Linked DNA regions of Cricetulus griseus: region 1 is linked to region 2. Evidence: chromatin contacts called from public Hi-C data. All regions are on one chromosome and are shown on one strand. Each heading gives the region's core, a stretch centred on a gene start, on an enhancer-like site or on the middle of the called end of the contact. The rest is flanking DNA. Distances are from core to core; before and after follow the strand shown. Region 1 has its middle 32 kb from the start of Vxn. Region 2 holds the start of Mybl1 (myb-related protein A).

Region 1 (5,049 bases), core at 1,100-3,599, 76 kb before region 2:
ACCCCAAACTTGCAGTCCTCTCCCATTGGACTCCCAAATAGCTGGTATTACAGGCAGGGGTCACAGGATTGAGCTCTAGGCTAGCCCAGAGAGCACATTTGCCATAAGGCAAATTCCCCTGTCTCCAGGTGACTGAGGCTTTGTTTCAACCTAAAGAAGCCATCATTTTCCAGTGGGGCAGGTGGTCTGAATCCTTCCTGACCCCCGATAGACAGGTGTCCCTGGAGTGCTGAGTGAATGCTGACCTGTATTTTGGGGTCTACCCACGAGAAACAAATTGAGTGTCTTATCCAACCACCTGAGCTCCAGGGAGAGGCCCACCTCAATGTCGTCCTGCTTTGTTCATGTCACACTCCACAAAGCTAAGCACTCTACCCACCAGGAAATGGAGGGGCTTGGCAGAGGGCTGGGGGAACATCAGTTCAGCAGCAGCTTCACTCCACAAGACACAGCTATTTGTAACAGACTAGATGCTACAGATAATGTCCCAAGAACAAGCTTGTTCTCCAGATGCCAGCCTTTAGATGAAGACAAGAGGCTGCATAAACTATGCATATCGTTTCTTGGTACCACCCAGGACTAGTTCAGACCAAAGCTAATCAGTGAGGGCAAGCTTGGTCTCAGCATCGCCATGTTGTTCCCTCTGCTTATCAACTTTCCATAAATACACACACACATACATACATACACACGTACCCTTTCTGTTCCCTTCCTTGCTTTCCCCACACACTACACCTTGACCTCTAGAAGGGCCTAAGACCCCAGGGCTCTTTGGCCACCCAGGACTCTCGTCTCTTCCACCCAAAGCCTCCAGTCTTGAGTACCCCATGCTCTACACTTCCAACTAGCAGAAACCCTGACAATGAGAACTTGGGTCATTGTGCAACCTCATGAAGACTTCTGAGTTCACTTTCTTCGTTGGTTGAAAAGAAAATGTCCTACCTTCCTCCATGTCCCAGAAATGGTTGAACAAAATCACCTGTGCCAATATGCAGCTGATTTTAGTATGGCTGCTCAGGTGAGAATCCTGGAACACTTCCACACTAGTTGAAAATGCCCAGGGCGACCCTGAGCCTTCATCCCATGTTGTCTCTGGTTGTTGGGCCTCACCGTTGACTTTTCTATGGACGGTAGTCATAGGCAATGTCCCACATGTCAGAAGCCATAATTTATGACAGTATTCACCATCACCAGTTCTCAAATTCGTGACTGTCCTCCTAGAGACAATGCATTAGAATGAGCCTGTCTTTAGACTGAAGTATAGACCACATCAGCATGAAGTGAACCAAGGTATGATGGGCTTGCCCTTTACCTTGTCACAAGTTATATAGACCTTAGAGAAAGAAGGTGATTGGAGGGATGGAGAGGAGACTGTCTTTGGACTAGAAAGTGATGTTTTAAATTCTTTGCATTCACAGTGTAACACTCATCAGAAGCAAGTGTCCTCTATGTAGAACACAGAAAACTGTTGACAGGGTCCCACCATTCAGCCCAATTGCTATGGACCCCTGACAGTGTAGAAACTACAGGCAAGAAGAATGGTGCCAGGTTGCCACCTCACTTTTCTTATACTGAGACAGTTTCCTTACTGCTTGAATATCTTTGGGCCCCTATTTTGCCTCACCTATGCACTCAAATTGAATTACCTACTTGATCCACCTCATAGCCATATGAAAACCCAGCAGAGTCCAGGCCTAAACAGGCTTTGGAAATTGTGAATTGTGCTAACATATGGTGTTGTGATGATCTACCCCATTCAGAAGAAGCAGAGCTGGGTGGGGAGAAGTGACTCAGGCAGCAAGGCAGGCGTGAGGACTGAACACTAAGCAGGGACTGAAATAGAATCATTTCCTGAGCCCAGGGGCCAGGGTTCTCAGAAGATGGTGGGCAGGGGAGGGGCTCGAGGCTGGCTGAACCCAAGGTTCCCCATTTCCCACCGTAGCATCTGGGCTAATCCTGCAGCCCCAGGTAGCCACACACTGTGCCAGGTCTGTACAGGCCAGTGACCCTTGGCTCACAAGCAAGACGTGGGTGGTGACTACTCTTTTGAATTCAAAAGGTTCTACTTGCTGCCAACTGCTGCCCTTGGCCTCTTGCCTGCATTCCCTACCAGCAAAATTAGCCTACAGCTGAAACCTACAAAGGATATTGCAGGCCCTGCCTGTGTGCTCCAACCCAGAGGAAGGAGGCCAAGCCCTGCTCATCCAGCCTCACTAGGCTTTAAGGCAGAGTCCAGGACCCTCAGGATGGAAGCACTACTGAGGGACCAAGTGTGGTGGGAGCTTGTCTGGTTGGGTATAACCAGACAGGGTTTGGTGTGTCACAGACAAGCACTCCTGAATCACATTCCTGCTATTCACCCAGGCCAAGGAAAGAAACAGTGACCTCACCAGGAGAGAAGGCTATGAAGTCTCACACACAAGCCCCACAAATCCAGGAGATTTGTGTACCATGAAAACTGCCCCCAAGAGCCCTTACTTGCAGAATAGCAGGTACGGTGTAGAGGCAGGGATGGGGTAAGGGGTGCTGGGATGGGGTGGGGGGGTACTCTCTCATCTAGAGAGACCTCCCTTTATGCCTCAGGAGTGAAAGGACCTGCCCTCTTGCTACCGTATAGACACTAGAAGGAAGTCAAAACTGCTTGTCATCTTGGTTCTCTAGCGCCTGGCCAGCTCCTGGGGCAGACTGCTCTGCAACTGCTGGGAGATGGATGCCATTGTGAAACTACCCTTCCCCTTCTGCAACTTGCTCTTTCCTAGGATGTGGCTAGAGCTGGAGCCCAGGGGAAGTAGGAAGTTGGGATGAGGAGGGATGTTCCTGTTCTGGCTTCATTATCTTATGCTCTGTTCATCCAGCCTGAGGAGGAGTGTAAAAAGCTATCCCTGGTCCCTGAACTGGGTGGAGATACCTTGATACACACAACCTGAGGCTGCATGTCATGATGGACCCGCATCCTCAGGTTGAAGCCACATATCCTTCTGTGCCCTCCACTCTGGGTTCAGCGGACTGTTGCATATGAAGACAAATACAGCTCCATTAACAGGAGCTGATGTATACCGTTTACATGTGCCAGGCTCTGAGCTAACTGCTTAAAGTACCTCCGCTCAAGTGATAGTCCAACCAAGACAGTGGGATGAGCTTTCATTGAGCTACACATGATTAGAAGGATAGAAACTCCATGTTCCTGACTGGAGCCACAGCTTCTTTTCAAAAAGAAAATGTTGCCTGTGGCTCCAGGAGGCAGGAGGCCAAGAAGGGCCCTCAGCCAGCCCATTACTCAGCAGGTAAGCTAATTGCGAAAGACAGTGGCTCAGTTGTCATCCCAATGTCCAGGGCAACAGTACAAACAGTGTGCATAACACAGGGCAATGCCCTGGCCTCCCTGACACAAAAAAACCCCTGTGGCGTATGTGGTGAGAGGGGGCAATGGACAGGGAAAGCAGGTAGGCCTCTTGATGCTGTGAGAACATTCCTCCACCCAGGGACATTTCTAACCTCTTCACTCTGCCTGAGTGTACAGTCAATAAAACCACTGGCCTGGTTCCCACCTGGGTGATTCTGAGTGTGTGGGGGAGGGGCCTCCTCCTCCACCACAAAACCTGAATTTGTGATGGAGATTTCAGAAATACATCCCCATCCAAAATTTAATGCTGTGCTTTAAATTGCCTTCTCTAGAAGAGGACAAAAAGCAAAAGTAACCTTAAAGAAATAAATTTAGTAATGTAATGAGATTGAATGAAAAAAAAAGAAATAAAAAAAAGTAAGGACATGACTGCTCCTAGGTATGGTGGAGTAGAAAGTTTACTGTAGATAAATGGGAGAGCATAACCAGAGCCAGGGGATTCTGGGAGAGTCCAGAGTAGTCACCTTGAGCCTTGTGAGAGACGGGGAAGGGAAGGGAAGGGAAGGGAAGGGAAGGGAAGGGAAGGAAGGGAGGGAAGGGAAGGGAAGGGAAGGGAAGGGAAGGGAAGGGAAGGGAAGGGAAGGGAAGGGAGAAGAGAGAAGGGAACCAGGTGCAAGCAGCCAGGAGGCCCAAAGGTACAAAAAGGGTGGGTAACCAAAATGGTTGGATTATATAGGGAAGGGCAGCCCAGCCTTTGGGCTGGGGAAGTCTAGGGTAGAGGGTGGGATATGACAGCCAGAAGGACCCTATAACAGGTAGGGGCTGATAGATGCTGGGAGAACCTGGAGTCCAGGTCCACTTTGATGTGTTAAATAGGCACCTCAGGCGTTAGTCCCAGGTATGAAACCTACCATTCTAGCCTTTTTGTTGATAATAAATAAATGATAAGGGGTGGTAGGTTAATCTTCTATGACTACTTCTTGTTGACAGCAGGGCATCATTGTTGGGGGTGCCCAAGGAAGCTGGAATGCTGGCCAAGAGCAGGCTATTTCACTGGCTGACCAGGCTGTGCAGGACCATCTGGGGTTAGAGACCTGCAGGCAGCCCTTGGAGCAATTTGTTAGGCTGGACCACCTGAACATCTGCAGCTGGCTAGTTGCTAGAGCAGTCTGTATTTGGTTTGAAATCTGCTGGGACATATAGACTAGAGCAAGAAAGTAGTTGAGGTGTTCAGGGGAAATTTTTTCTTAGGTGTACATTTGAACTGCCACAGCCCTGGCAGTTTCAAGAGGGGAGCCTCAGGACCAGGAAAGGTGGAGAGATCCCACCCTCAGGAACAGGCAGTAGGTAGGGAAACAGGCTGTTGGTGGACAGGAGTACTCATTTGGAGTCTGTTTGATCTGTGAGAAGTGGGCCCAAGTCCATTCTTTAAAGCTTACAAGACTTTTTTTTTTTTAAATCAACATATTTCTTTTATTGATTCTTTGGGAATTTCACATCTTGCTCCCCAATCCCACTCATCTCCCAGTCCTTCCATGTCTGCCCTCTACCCTTGTAGCCTTCCCCTCCAAATAAATAAATAATATAATATAATACACACACACACACACACACACACACACACACACACACACACACACACACACTTTGTTCCTCCATCTTTCCTACCTCTCCATCACATATTCACTGTGGTAGCCTTGAGAGCT
Region 2 (5,392 bases), core at 1,633-4,132:
CAGTAAAGATGGCTCAACAAGTGTTTGTTGCCAAGCCTGTTGACCTGAATTTGATCCTCAGGACACACATAGCACAAGGAGTGAACTAATTCCAGATAACTGCCCTTTTACCTTGCACACACCTTGGCAGGCAGGCAGGCATGCACACACATGAAAAAATAAAAATTTTAATTACTAAAATAAAACTACACTTATTTTTACGTAAAAATGCTTAAAAACCAAATTTGTGTTGTAAACTGACATCCCAATATAAGAATTAGCTGTAAATTACATCATTCAAACCTCCATTGGGTTCTAAAGCTATTTTGAGTCACAATACTACATGACCTTTTCCTATATGCAAATCTCAGTGAGACTCTGCAGCTATTAAAAAAATAAAAAGAACCAATATCTTTCAGTTATTTCATATTTACAGTAAACATTTTCTAATCTTAGCTGTTTTTTTCAGATCACATAGTGTCTTCTATAGAATTTATGCCTCTATCCTTATAAAATTTTTCATTCACATTAATAAATGTTTGTGTGTTGGAGATCTCAAAATACTGAATGACTTTGTTTCTCTGTTATAAATTCAGCTATACTAAGATTCTCACCAAAAGAAGAGTGCCCAATGAATAATATTTTACCCTCAAACATTTCATTCTATTATCCTCTAATATACACGAGTCATTTTTAAATATGCAAGAAATTTAACAGCCCATGAAACTCACTGAAGAAAACCCAAAGAAGCACACCAGAGATGATTTTTCACGACATCCTCTCCCCATACCCGCCCCCTGCAGAAGTGTAGTTTCATTGCATCACAATTACTCCAGACTTATAACTCTTTACACCATTCTATATTGTTTCAATTAACTGGCAAGAAATAAAAGTCAGCAGTACAATTAATGTTTAGAGAACAAACTCCCAGGACTGATAATAAAATAATTTGCAGTAAGTAATTGTTAAGTCATTTCTCCTTGGCCTACTATTAGAAAGCAAGATCAACTGTGTGACAAAACAACAACAACAACAACAAAACTGAGAATGTGGCATTCATATATATCAGTATTTAACAGTAACTTTTCACTAAAAGATGATGACAGAATTAGCCAACATACTGTTTCATGAAAGATTAACAATGATTCTAAGTAGATAATGGCACACAGTAGATACACACAAGGTTCTCTTACTGGCTTGATACATTAACTTTTCAGTTTACATCATTTAAAAACACTGTTAGACTTAAAAATTCAAAAAACCTAAAGCAATACTCCAGCAATCTTAATTATTTTAAATCACCACGTTTTTTTAAAGATTGCAATGTTATGTCCTTGAAGTTGAAGACCAGCAGTTCTTACCTGCATGCTCCTGTTTCCATCCCCCAAAAGATAAGTGGCACCATCCGTAAATATTGTTAGTTGTCCAGACTGGGGAAAAAGGGCTACTGTCTTCTACTGAGTAGAGGTAAAGATGCTGCAAAAATCCTACAACTATCTAACCCAAAATAATAACAGTGTCAAGGTTGTGTGCCTGTCGGTGTATGCACATTTGTTCCACTTCAATGACCAATCTATTCTGTAACTGCTACAGATAAGGCAATTATGTCTTAATAAAATTTATGTTGATATCTGCAGGACCATAATAAATGAATAAAACAAAGTATTTTATGTGTAGTTATTTTAAAGCTAAGTCTGCAATGAATGACTCCCAATACTAAATTTCAACTCAGGAAATACAACTCTTGAGATTTTGAGGCTGCGGATCTAGATAAACGGAAATATTTGGAAATTCTGCCAAATGCTTTGCAGTTTTCCTTAATACTAAAAATCAATACACTGGATTGTTGTCATCTGATTATTCCACACAACTTAGAAGTAGCTATTACAATGGTATTAAAATAAAAGGTTCATAGTACATCTTTCAACAACAACAAAACTGTGTCCTACTTGTTACAACACAGATACAGTCAGAATCAACCATGAACACTCAGAACACAAAGTAACTACAACACACTGTTTTAGTATCAAGTTTACCCAGCCGATGGTAACAACGTAACAATCTTCTCAGAAGCTACTGAGAAGAAAAAAGAAAAAAAAAAAAGAAAGAAAAAGAAAAAAAAAAAAAAACCTCAGAACAGCAGTATGGGGATGCCAGAAGAGATTTAGCAGGTTCCCCTCTCAGGAGAGTTTCCCAGAACCGTGCCCACCCAGGTTTGTCACGGAGATCCTGTTTTGATTGGCACGGCAAGTCAGAGGAGAGAACCCCAGTTTCAAGTCATCCAGACAAACACAACCACTTCTGGTGTGGCGAATCCCCTAAAAGTGCACACTTACCTGACTGGAAATCTCCCTGTGAGTGAGTGAGTGGCTGTGCGCTGTGGGAGAACCCAAGCAGAGGAGCAACCTGAGCATGTGTCACTCTCCCCCCACACAGCGGTCCTGACTCGGGCCAGCGCGACCGAAGCGGGAGTGGGGCAGCGGGAAGGAAAACCTGTGCCCAGGCCTGAGAGGGCCTGAGTGGGGACCAGCGGGAAAGGACAGAGGGCGGGAGCCCGGACAGGGCCGCTAGGCCCGGGTCGAGGGGATGCCACCCACCTGCGCGACCTCTTCGCCATCCTTCAAGTACCGCATAGGCGCGGGCTGGGCGGGGACGCGGGTCAGCCTCCTCCAGCCTCAGACGAATGCTCTCTCTCCTAGACCCTCCCGCCGCCTCCGCCGCTCCTGCCCTCAGGAACGCAGGCCCGGTCAGGTCAGGGCCAGGCGGCACTGGGGGACAGAGGGGCGGACCAAGACCCGCTGCTCCTAGCCGCGGCCCGGCCCGGCCAGGGATGCCCTCACCATGTCAGGAGGCGTGCTCCCGCCCTCCGCCGCCCCTCCCGCCGCCTCCGCCTCCGCCTCCGCCTCGGAGTCCGTCCCGGGCGCCGACCCCCGCCCTCTCCCCGCAGCGAGCAGCTCTGCAGCACTCGCAGCCTCCTGCAGGGTTTTGTCCGCACCGCCGAATCTCGCGCCTAGCCTCCCTCAAGAGCCGCCGTTTGAATCTGCGCACGCGGCCCCGACGCTCATTGGCTGGGGCGGCTGCGCGAGGGGGGGGGCGGGGCGGAGCGCGCGCGCGCGGCGGAGGGCGGAGGGGCGGGCCGGAGGGGCGGGCTGGGAGCCGGGGCTGGAACTCGCGGGAGTCGGGGAGCCGCGCCGCGGAGCCCGAGGGAAGCGCGAGGCCCGGTTCGCGGGCCCGGCTGCTGACAGGACCCGGAACGCTGTCTGAGCCACACGGCGGTGGGGACGCCCCGCGCGGAGGTTGCCGGGAAGACGAGTTTCTGCGCTCCGGGGCGTGGGCCGGAAGCGGCCCGGGGACCGATCCCGCCACCGCCACCTCCGGAGCGGTGCGGGTCGTACCCCTGGGACACGGACGCTCGGGGTCCTGGGCGGCGGAGGACCTCGCGGGCCCTCGTTCGCGCGCCACTTAGGGGGCGCGGTCTTCCACTTAACCTTCTAGCCAGAGAGCTGGCGCAGCCGTTATTTTTAAAGCATGTGTGAACTAGTTTTGCTCAGAAATGACAAGGAAAGTGGCCAAGACCCTGTGGCATCATCACTTGTTTTCCCCCAAAATGAATAAGTGTGACAAGGGGAAGACGTTATCTGCAGACTTGCGTGGAATAGCAGAGGAGTGGTGCTCAAGAAGCTTAACTACGTACTCCATCTACAAAGGGGGTGGGATGCTAGGCGCCGTGGGCGGGGGGGGGGGTGAAGGAGCCGGGAGCTCCGGAACTGCCCCGGAAAGCTGCAGGAATCTGGGAATCTTGCATAAGGAAAGGAGCTTCTTGCAGTTTCAACTTCTCTAACAATTATGAATTACACGGTTAAAGAAGCACACAGGAGATTATTAACTACAGTAACTATTAGACACGGTGAAGAGCCCAAATTTGCAAGGCACCATGCTCTACTGCATAGAGTGCTGACCCACAGGTTAATATTGTAACAAACTGACAGTTTTGCTATTTTGAAACCGTACGCATCGTCTTTGCAAATCAGAGATACAGGTGCAAATACAAATCAAGATGAGCTTGCAGTTTGTTACCATCAGATAGATAGCACTTGCTTTAAACAAAACCAAACAAACAAAAACCCTTCCTTTTTCCCCAGGTACAGATTCTGGAAAGGAAAAGCACTTTAAAAATATTATCTTCTGGGTTACTTAGTAACTTCTAAAGAGAGAAACTAATTTAGAAATTAATATTTTTGAGGTAAGGTGTTGTTATGTAGCCCAAGCTGACCTCGAACTCACTGTGGAGCCCAGGCTGGCTTCATGATCTTCCTATCTCAACTTCTGTCAGGGCTAGATTATGGAGTGCGATGGCAAGCTCCTCCTCTTAGTCTTCAAATGTCATTTGGAATCAGTGCGTTCGTATTTCCTCTTGGATCACACATTATTCCATTTATATTCTAATAGGAAGCAAAACTGATATGTTTAAGTTATGATCCAGTTTTAGACCCTCAGACTACCTTTGTAAAACTTGGAGGCAAGTGTTTCAGATTTTGAAGTAAAATTGATTCCCATCGTTTTTTATAGAGAAACGTTCTAAAAAAAATAGTATTACCTTTGTATGCTATTATAAAATCTATTTTTAAAAAATCTAAAAAAATACAAAATCATTTAAATCTTATAAAATTGGATGAAGTATGAAATTAAAATAGTTCACAGCCATTTGTATACACTAGCTCAAATGTATCAAACAGATTTGAGCGGTTTTCTTTAAAAGTAAACATCTAGCCGGGCATTGGTGGCCCACGCCTTTAATCCCAGCAGAGGCAGGTGGATCTCAGTGAGTTCGAGACCAGCCTGGTCTACAAGAGCTAGTTCCAGGACAGCCTCAAAAGCCACAGAGAAACCCTGTCTCGAAAAACCAACAAAAAATAAATAAATAAAAGTAAACTTCTAGGGCTGGGAAGATGGCTCAGTGGGTAATGCCCTTGCCATGCAAATGTGAGAGAGGACCGGAGTTCCTATCTCTAGAACTTATGTGAGTCGGGATCAACGAGTATGTGTCTCCGTAATCCAGAGCTCCTATAGCAAGGTTGGAAGTAGAATACTTGCAAGTTCTCAGGTCAGCTAGACTGCTTTCATGTAGTGGTGAACAAGACTCTGCCACAAAGTGGAAGGCAAGGATCAACGCCTAATGTTGTTATCCTCTGACCTCCACATTCAAAGTGTGGTGCACACACAAGCTCACATGCACACACACACACACACACACACACACACACACACACACACACACACACACACACACACACGATTTTAAAAATAAACATCCAGGGGCTGGAGAGATGGCTCAGTGGTTAAGAGCACTGACTCTTCTTCCAGAGGTCCTGAGTTCAGTTCCCAGCAACCACATGGTGGCTCACAACCACCT

The links. A called contact is a pair of places that touch in the nucleus more often than the background predicts.
Region 1: a contact with region 2 is called in a Hi-C map of fibroblasts, with 2.5 times the contacts expected there. The contact joins the enhancer-like site here to the promoter of Mybl1 in region 2. A contact is called at or near these places in 2 of 8 Hi-C or Micro-C datasets (the CHL-YN cell line and fibroblasts).

The regions. Positions count from the first base shown.
Region 1 is chr2:150,592,886-150,597,934 of CriGri-PICRH-1.0, reverse strand. No RefSeq gene overlaps it. Among named protein-coding and RNA genes, the nearest start is that of Vxn, 32 kb to the left of the region's middle. Within about 2 kb of position 2,349, at least 4 of the 6 cell types and tissues checked have open chromatin away from gene starts, as enhancers often do. A contact at or near this core is called in fibroblasts, where this site is marked.
Region 2 is chr2:150,517,359-150,522,750 of CriGri-PICRH-1.0, reverse strand. Mybl1 (myb-related protein A) reads right to left here and starts at 2,882. Exons shown (of 15, transcript XM_027398873.2): 1 at 2,577-2,882. The coding sequence starts at 2,596.